Regions from separate parts of the Gossypium hirsutum genome. Here regions 1 and 2 are each linked to region 3. A link is a contact called in public Hi-C data. All regions are on one chromosome and are shown on one strand. The core of a region is the stretch at or near the end of the contact, and the rest is flanking DNA. Distances in the headings are between cores, read along the strand shown. Region 1 holds the start of LOC107887165 (receptor-like protein 4). Region 2 holds the start of LOC121219047 (AP2/ERF and B3 domain-containing transcription factor RAV1). Region 3 holds the start of LOC121203073 (30S ribosomal protein 3, chloroplastic).

Region 1 (2,700 bases), core at 79-2,578, 180 kb before region 3:
TTATAGGAAAAAGGATTCACCTAATAACAATAACTAAAAATGATTACAAGTTGCACGGATAACAATATCACTTTTCATGAAAACAACATCTCACTAACTAATTTTTCCTAAAGTTTTTTTTACCCTATGATGCATAGGTTGATTTTTTGGATTAATTAAAATATATTAAATTAATGTATGTTATTTTTCTAATAAATTCTCTCAAATAACATAAGTAAGAAATTAAAATATAAAAAATATGGGATATAAAATTAATTTGTAAACAGTACTAAAAGATAATTTTAAACTACATTTAAATATTTAATTATATTTTAAATTATTTAAAAGCTTTTAAATTTCTTATAATTTTTAATAAAATTTAAATTTATTTTAAAATTTTTAAAATTACTCTTAATATTAATGTAATTAAATATTGGAATGTAAATAACTTATATTAATTTAAATATTATTATTATTTTTAATATGGATTGAAATATATCTAAAGTAAATGATAAGAAAATAATCATCTAAATTATTTATCCACTTTTAAAAAAGTTAAGGCTTTATTTGAGCACTTTCAAATAAATTTTACTAAGAATACTTTCTTTTGGATGGTATGATATAATCAAGAGATGCGAATCAATATTATACTCCTGCCCCTACGCTGCGTCCGATGTAGGAATTGATCGCATATAATAATTAAAAAATAAATTAAATTGAAACCAAGTATATTAAATTGTTTCATTAGTTAATACGAAATCATAATTATAGGAAAAAGTGTTCACTTCATAACAATAAATAAAAAATGCTGACATGTTGCGCGGATAACAATACCACTTTTCATAAAAACAACCTTTCACTAACTAATTTTTCTTAAAATGCATCAAAGCCTTATTTTAGATAATATCTTATTTTCTTAATTCTGCATCGCACTGGTTAATTTTGCATTTTAATTAAAAATATATTATTATTTTTTTAAAATTAATGTAACTAAAGATTGAAATATAAATAATTAACACCAATTATTTTTTAAATATTTAATTTAATTATTTTTAAAGATTAATGTAATTAATAGTAAATTACATTTTATTATTTTTTAAAATTAATTTAATTAAATATTGAAATATAAATAATTAGATAAAGAATAGTATTATTATTTAATATGAATTGAAACATATTTAAAGTAAATTATAAGAAAAATACTATTTAATTTATTTTATTATTTGAGTATTTTCAAAAAGCTTTTACTTTTCCAATTTGAGGATTTAGTAATTCGATTTTATGCTTTTTATTTATTTATTTTTAATTGGTATTATGTAAACAAATTGTTGAAGTGTGAATTAATATTATATCCCACTAATCTCGCCCTCTTTTACTGTCTGACTTTATACTCCCACCCCACCCCTACTTTATAGCGTCAATGTCCAAAATCAAATCCCCCATTTCCTATTATGTTTCTCTCTCGTTCCACCATGTCCTTCCTCTTCCTTTTCCTGCTCTCCTTGGCTCTCCTCCTCCACTCTTCCTCCCCTTTGCCCTACCCTTACAGTAAGCCACTTCCACCACCTTTTGTTTTTCTTTTCTTATTCTCGCTCACTATCTTCTAACTGCTGCTATTGTATTTTGTTTTTGTTTTCTTTGCAGACACTAGCTTCCACATTGACTGCGGCAGTTCCACTCCTTCCACCGACTCCTACAACATCTCTTGGCTACCCGACAAATTCTTCACTGGCGGTTCCACCTCCGTGGTCTCCGAGCCCCTACATTTCCATCTTCAACACGAAAAGACTCTCCGTTACTTCCCACTCTCCTCCGGTAAGAAGAATTGCTACAATATCCCCCTTCCTGCTGGCCGTTACTACATCCGTACTTTTACCGTTTACGACAACTACGACGGCAAATCCCATTCCCCTTCCTTCGACGCTTCTGTCGAGGGCACTCTCGTCTTTTCCTGGCGCTCTCCTTGGCCCGAATCTCTCACTCGAGATGGCGCTTACTCCGATCTCTTTGCCTTCGTCAAAGACGGTCAACTCGATTTCTGTTTTTACAGCATTGCCACTGACCCTCCCGTCATCGCTTCTCTGGAAGTCGTCCAGATCGATCCTTTGTCATATAACTCCGCCCAAACCAGCGATAGCTACATTCTAGTCAACTATGGGCGACTCTCTCCCGGTTCATCACAATGGGGACCCGGTTTCACATCCGACCCGGACGCCTTCGGCCGCTCCTGGCAATCCGATTCCGATTACCGAGCTGGAAAGTCGGAATCCGCTAAAGTTATAACCACTAAAGAAAAAATAACTGGTACCGATAAAGCGCCGAATTACTTTCCCATGAAATTGTACCAATCGGCGGTGACAATTGAGGGACGTCTGGAATACGAATTACCAGTGGATGCAAAGCTTGATTACTTGGTGTGGTTTCATTTTGCGGAGATCGATTCGACGGTTAAAAAGGCAGGGGAGAGAGTGTTCGATGTGCTGGTCAACGATAAGAATGTGAGTAGAGTGGATATATTAAAGGAAGTTGGGAGCTTTGCGGCTTTTAGTTTAAATTATACGGAGAAGAATTTGAGCAGTTCTGTGTTGAATGTGAAGCTGTCGCCTGTGGCAGGGGCTCCGTTGATCTGTGGGCTTGAAAATTACGCCATGGTTCCAGCTGATTTGGCCACGGTTCCTGAACAAGGTAAAGATGCTGAATTTTTATTATTTATATGAACTT
Region 2 (2,700 bases), core at 107-2,606, 140 kb before region 3:
GTCCTCTTCCATGTTTATGTTAGCAACAAAAAAAAATATGGTTAAAGATAGATTAATTGATAGTAAAGTTGCTGCAAACCGCTACGTAGAGAATGGGGTTTACATGTAAATAGGGAACAAGAGTAGTTTAGTTTCAACTGGTCATTTTCATAGGTAGTAAAATATTGCCCTTTTTATTTTTCACCTTTTGCTGAAAAAGAATATTGAAGGAAAAATCTCAGTGAATTGGAATCTCTAATTAATAGGACCCACCCAAACCAAAACCAAAACCAAAAAATAGAACAGCCACCCGCCTACCCACCGTCTCTAAAGCGGCGCTCGGTTTTTCATCAACTTGCTTGTAGTAATGGGTCCTCCGACCAAGGAGTAGGACTACTCCGTACAATATCCCACTCTACTACCACTGGTAGAATTGGATGTATAAATAATGAATTTCGGGGGGAAAAATCATCAATTGAGATCTATACATGATCATGAGTTTTTGTTTCCTTTGTTTTAATTAGTATATGCATATAAAATCCATATGATGTATCATATACAAAAATAAGTACAAGTAATTGATTAAAAGATATAAATACTGTCTAGATCTAAATAGATATGATATGGATGGTACTGATATTGGTATTAATTGTTTCGGTTTTGCATTATTAAGTAATGATACAAGTAGGGGGAGATGAGAGGAGAAAATGTCAATGTTGGTTGGAAATTAATTTATTATTATTCTTATGTTAACTAGGATGGAGAGATGGGCTTGGGAGGATACTAATTAAATGGTTTAAAGGTGAAGAACCTAGCCCATAAAGACAAACTAAAGCCTAGGAGTAGGAGGAGATGAGAAAGAATAAATCAAGGCATTTATGGTACTTCTAATGTAGTTGTTGAATGGGATCAGCCTTAATTTGTCTTGTATTCAATGTTCAATGTCTATCTATCCATCTCCTTCCAGATGTAGTAGGCCAATTAGCACCCATCCTATTGGAACTCAAAACTTCATATATATCTGGATTCTAATTGGTTGTATCAAATGATGCACCAATCCTTGCATTTTGATTAACCTAGCTAGCTAGTTGCATCAATATACAGATAAGGTTCTTATAATCATTTATTTTTATTTTTAGAAAGAGGGCGAGGGCATCCTATATGCTATATGCTGATGCTGGTGTTGAAGTTGAATTGCATGGCACCAAGTATAGACGGTCCACAATCACGTGAACCCCCCTTCAACTTGTTTTGTTGGGTCCCACCTCATACACATCCCATCCATGGCATTGTCATACTAGACACACTCTTCCTCTATTTTCCTTCACCTTCCTCTTCAAGTATCCCCCCCCTTTACCCTAAACATATTATTAGTTATATTACCCAAACTCCAATACAGCTATTTTTAATCTTTTCTCTCTTCCTCCCTCCATGAATTTTCCTGGCTTCTTACCCTACCTTCCTATCTCCTCGGGTTGACCCACCAAAACCCTACTTTTTACCATTAAAAATCTGTTTACTCCAAAACTATGAATAATCTTCTCTATTTCTTTTTCTTTCTTAAATATATTTAACATATATTACCCACCCCCTATATATATACTAACATCACCACTCAACCCTTCATACAAACCCAACTCAACCCTCTCTTTTCTTCCACCTTTTGAAAGACAAAAATACAAAAACCAACCTTGTTCAACTACTGCATCCTCTGCCTATATCTTTTTCCTATTTGTACAATCCAAAAGAAAAAAAAATGGATGGAGGCTGCATAGCCATAGATGAAAGCAAAACCAGTGATTCCATGTCCATATCCATATCCTCTCTTTTACCTGCCGTTACCAAATCTCCCGACTCTCTCTGCCGAGTTGGAAGCAGAACCAGCGTGATTGTGGAATCTAAAGCTGAATCTAAAAAGCTACCTTCTTCCAAGTACAAAGGCGTTGTTCCTCAACCCAATGGCCGATGGGGTGCCCAGATATACGAGAAACACCAGCGTGTCTGGCTTGGAACGTTCAATGAAGAAGATGAGGCCGCCAAAGCCTATGACATAGCGGCTCGAAGGTTTCGGGGTCCTGATGCCGTCACTAACTTTAAACACCTCCGAGAAACTGAGGAAGATGGCATCGAAATAGCCTTCCTCAATACACATTCCAAGGCTGAAATCATTGACATGTTGCGTAAGCATACTTACAATGATGAGCTTGAGCAGAGTAGAACAAGGAGATGCTATGGCTTCGACGGGAATGGGAAACGTGTGGTAGGAAACGAGGCTGTGTTTGGCTCTTTTGGTGCCGAAGTGAAAGCGCGTGACCAACTTTTCGAAAAAGCTGTGACCCCAAGCGATGTGGGGAAGTTGAACCGACTAGTTATACCTAAGCAGCATGCGGAGAAGTACTTCCCATTGGAAAGTGGAGGTTCTTCTTCCAAAGGAGTTCTTTTGAACTTGGAAGACGTGACCGGTAAAGTTTGGAGGTTTAGATATTCCTACTGGAATAGTAGCCAAAGTTATGTGCTAACAAAAGGGTGGAGCCGCTTTGTTAAGGAGAAGAACCTTAAAGCCGGTGACATTGTTAGCTTCCAGAGATCAACAGGAGCCGAGAAGAAGCTTTACATTCACTGGAAGGCAAAATCAGGATTGGGAAACCCGGTTGGGCTCAGGCTATTTGGGGTCAAAATATTTGGAGGAGCTGCAACAGGAAACCTTGGATGTACTAATGG
Region 3 (2,700 bases), core at 80-2,579:
GTGTCCCAACTTACTGGATGTGACATTTTATTATTTCGAGACGAGAAGATCTTTAACATTCAAGTGTTTCTACAAAAAGAGGGATCGTATTTTAAAGTCTTTCAAGTTTTCAAAGTTTCGACACTAAGACACTAATTAATCAACTAGGTACCAATTTTTGGGCATCACGAGGGTGCTAATCCTTCCTCGTACGTAACCAACTCCCGAACTCATTTTTTGATTCTCGTAGACCAAAAATTATCGTTTTAGTAAATCTTAACTTTTATTAAAATGATTAATTTAAGGTGACCCGATCACACCTCATAAAAAAGGATTGGTGGCGACTCCCATTGTTTGTTTTCATTTTCAAAATCAAAGTCGACCCCGTTTTCTAAAAAAATAGTTTCGACAATATTAATTATATCCTTTTTTTAAATATTTTTATAATTTAATAATTAAATTGGTGAACAATTAAAAATAACACTAACTCAATAAAATATTTAAATATAAGTATAAGTTTAAATAATATAAAATTCACCTGCATATATCAAAATTGGGTTCCACTATATTGAAATTAAAGTTTAAACATAAACAAGCATACCGATATGTTTCTTTATTAAAATAAATGGCGTTAATTTAAGATAATAAGTAATGTAATTTATGAGCACCATAACTTGTATTTAGAGGAGTTTATTGGTAGGTTATCTCCAGTTTAAGCGTAATATTAATATATTTTATATTTGTTTAAGTTCAGTTTGACCAAAAATTTGAATTTAAAATTTTGCTCAAACCCGTCCATATTTGTAAAAGACTAACCCAAACTTATTTTAGACTCGTCCATATTATTTTTTTAATTTAAAAAAACTTATATTATATTATTTTAATATTTAATAATTTTATACATTTTTTTATTTATTGAATTTTTTATATAGTCACCTTAACATTATTTTAATATTTACATTAGAGTATAGGTTTATTTTTTTTATTGAGTTCTAAATTTCATAATATATAAAAATAACATAATATAAATATTATAAACTTAAAACGGATCGAGCCGAGTCAGGTTAGGCTTTTGAATGTTTAAAGCCCAAGTCTGACCCATATTTTAAACGGAATTAATTTTTTTATTTAAGCTCATTTTTTAGACTTATTATTTTTGTCTAAATCCTCCTAAATTTTAAACAGAACTTTGGGCTTAAATGAATAACCGACCCATGAACAGATGTATCGTATTATAACATAATATAGAGCGCTCATTTGGTTAAGACATACATATATGTTAATAACAAATTAAAAAGAAATTTGAAGAAGAAATTATATCAAAGTATAGAGCTAAGAGGTTAAAGGAGCAAACCGAGTATAATTAAAACATAGGATCCAATCCAAGCCAATGTCCTCCTATTCCTACCATTGCCCCATATCCCTTATCCTTTCTCCACAAAGCAGCTTTTAAGACTCGCATCGTCACATCTCTCTCTCATTCTGCAATACAAAATGTTATCCATGGCTACTTCATCTACACTCCATACTACTTTCACTTGTCATTCCTTTCGTTATCAGAAATCCTTTAACACCCCCTTTTGCCTTAACAAAAATCCCATTTTGAAGAAAACAATCAAAACTCCAACACTAACTGCTTCGGCTGCCACGGAAGCTGTCACTGAGACTGAAACACCATCCGACTTCATCATTCCTCAGAAACCTGAGGTGGTGGTCAAGCAAGTTGGAAAGCCAAGACTGGTTTTGAAATTCATATGGATGGAAAAGAACATCGGGCTTGCCCTTGATCAAGTCATACCGGGCCACGGCACTGTTCCTCTAAGTCCATATTTCTTCTGGCCAAGGAAAGATGCCTGGGAAGAGCTCAAGGCCACTCTAGAAAGTAAGCCTTGGATTTCTCAGAAGAAGATGATTATCCTTCTCAATCAGGCCACTGATATCATCAATCTATGGCAGCAAAGTGGTGGCAACCTTGCCCAGAGCTAGATGTGCATTTCTTTATATAATTTTTTTTTGTCTTAGCTATGCAAAATGGCCTCGGTTAATCAACTGAATTTGAGAATGTTTGGTTTGAAACCTCTTAGCTCTGAACTAAGATATGAATTGTTGGTTTTAATACGATAACAAACACTGCTGAATTGTTGGTATTTCCCTAGTGATCCACATATTTGTAGATTTTTCATCCTTGTTAGATATGAATCTTTACCAAGTTAGTTTTTTTTCATGATCATTACATGTCATTGATGTAGATGGTATACGAATTTGATGCTAGTTTTTATAGAATTACCTTAGCTTTGTATAATTTTACCAGCCAAAGCATTGTCGAGGAAAATCTATTTAGTTTGGGTAGCCTGTGGAGGTAGATGCAAACATGCATTTGCCTAGGTGTCTTTAACTTGTACTGATTGAAGATAAATGAAATAATGTTTCTGCTAAAAGGACAATATTTCATCTTCTTGTTCAATATTGCAACTTAATTTCATCTTCTTCCCCTTTTGGGGATTTATATTTAATGCACTCACATAACCATGAGTCCCTTATTTTGGTTCCACGATTTCTCTTGTGTGTAGTCATTAAGCCTATGCAAGTTGTGTTGCATTCTGGTTTTTTCCTTGCAGGATGATACGTACTTGCATGCTAAGGCAAGGTAGTATAATTATGTTTGGGAACTTCGACTTGTTTTCCAACATATTTTTCTTCGAAAATAATTCCAAAAATGTT

The links. Hi-C and Micro-C count contacts between places; a contact is called where the count stands out from the background.
Region 1: a contact with region 3 is called in a Hi-C map of callus, with 3 times the contacts expected there. The contact joins the promoter of LOC107887165 here to the promoter of LOC121203073 in region 3. A contact is called at or near these places in 18 of 34 Hi-C or Micro-C datasets (anther, callus, cotyledon and 5 more).
Region 2: a contact with region 3 is called in a Hi-C map of leaf, with 1.8 times the contacts expected there. The contact joins the promoter of LOC121219047 here to the promoter of LOC121203073 in region 3. A contact is called at or near these places in 6 of 34 Hi-C or Micro-C datasets (callus, hypocotyl and leaf).

What each region holds. Positions count from the first base shown.
Region 1 is chrA03:56,303,313-56,306,012 of Gossypium_hirsutum_v2.1, reverse strand. It overlaps LOC107887165 (receptor-like protein 4), which reads left to right and starts at 1,328. Exons shown (of 9, transcript XM_016811324.2): 1 at 1,328-1,527; 2 at 1,624-2,664. The coding sequence starts at 1,431.
Region 2 is chrA03:56,260,923-56,263,622 of Gossypium_hirsutum_v2.1, reverse strand. It overlaps LOC121219047 (AP2/ERF and B3 domain-containing transcription factor RAV1), which reads left to right and starts at 1,356. Exons shown (of 1, transcript XM_041096507.1): 1 at 1,356-2,700. The coding sequence starts at 1,736.
Region 3 is chrA03:56,119,123-56,121,822 of Gossypium_hirsutum_v2.1, reverse strand. It overlaps LOC121203073 (30S ribosomal protein 3, chloroplastic), which reads left to right and starts at 1,329. Exons shown (of 1, transcript XM_041099147.1): 1 at 1,329-2,126. The coding sequence starts at 1,474. The coding sequence ends at 1,965. It overlaps LOC107887168, which reads right to left. Exons shown (of 5, transcript XM_016811331.2): 5 at 2,656-2,700.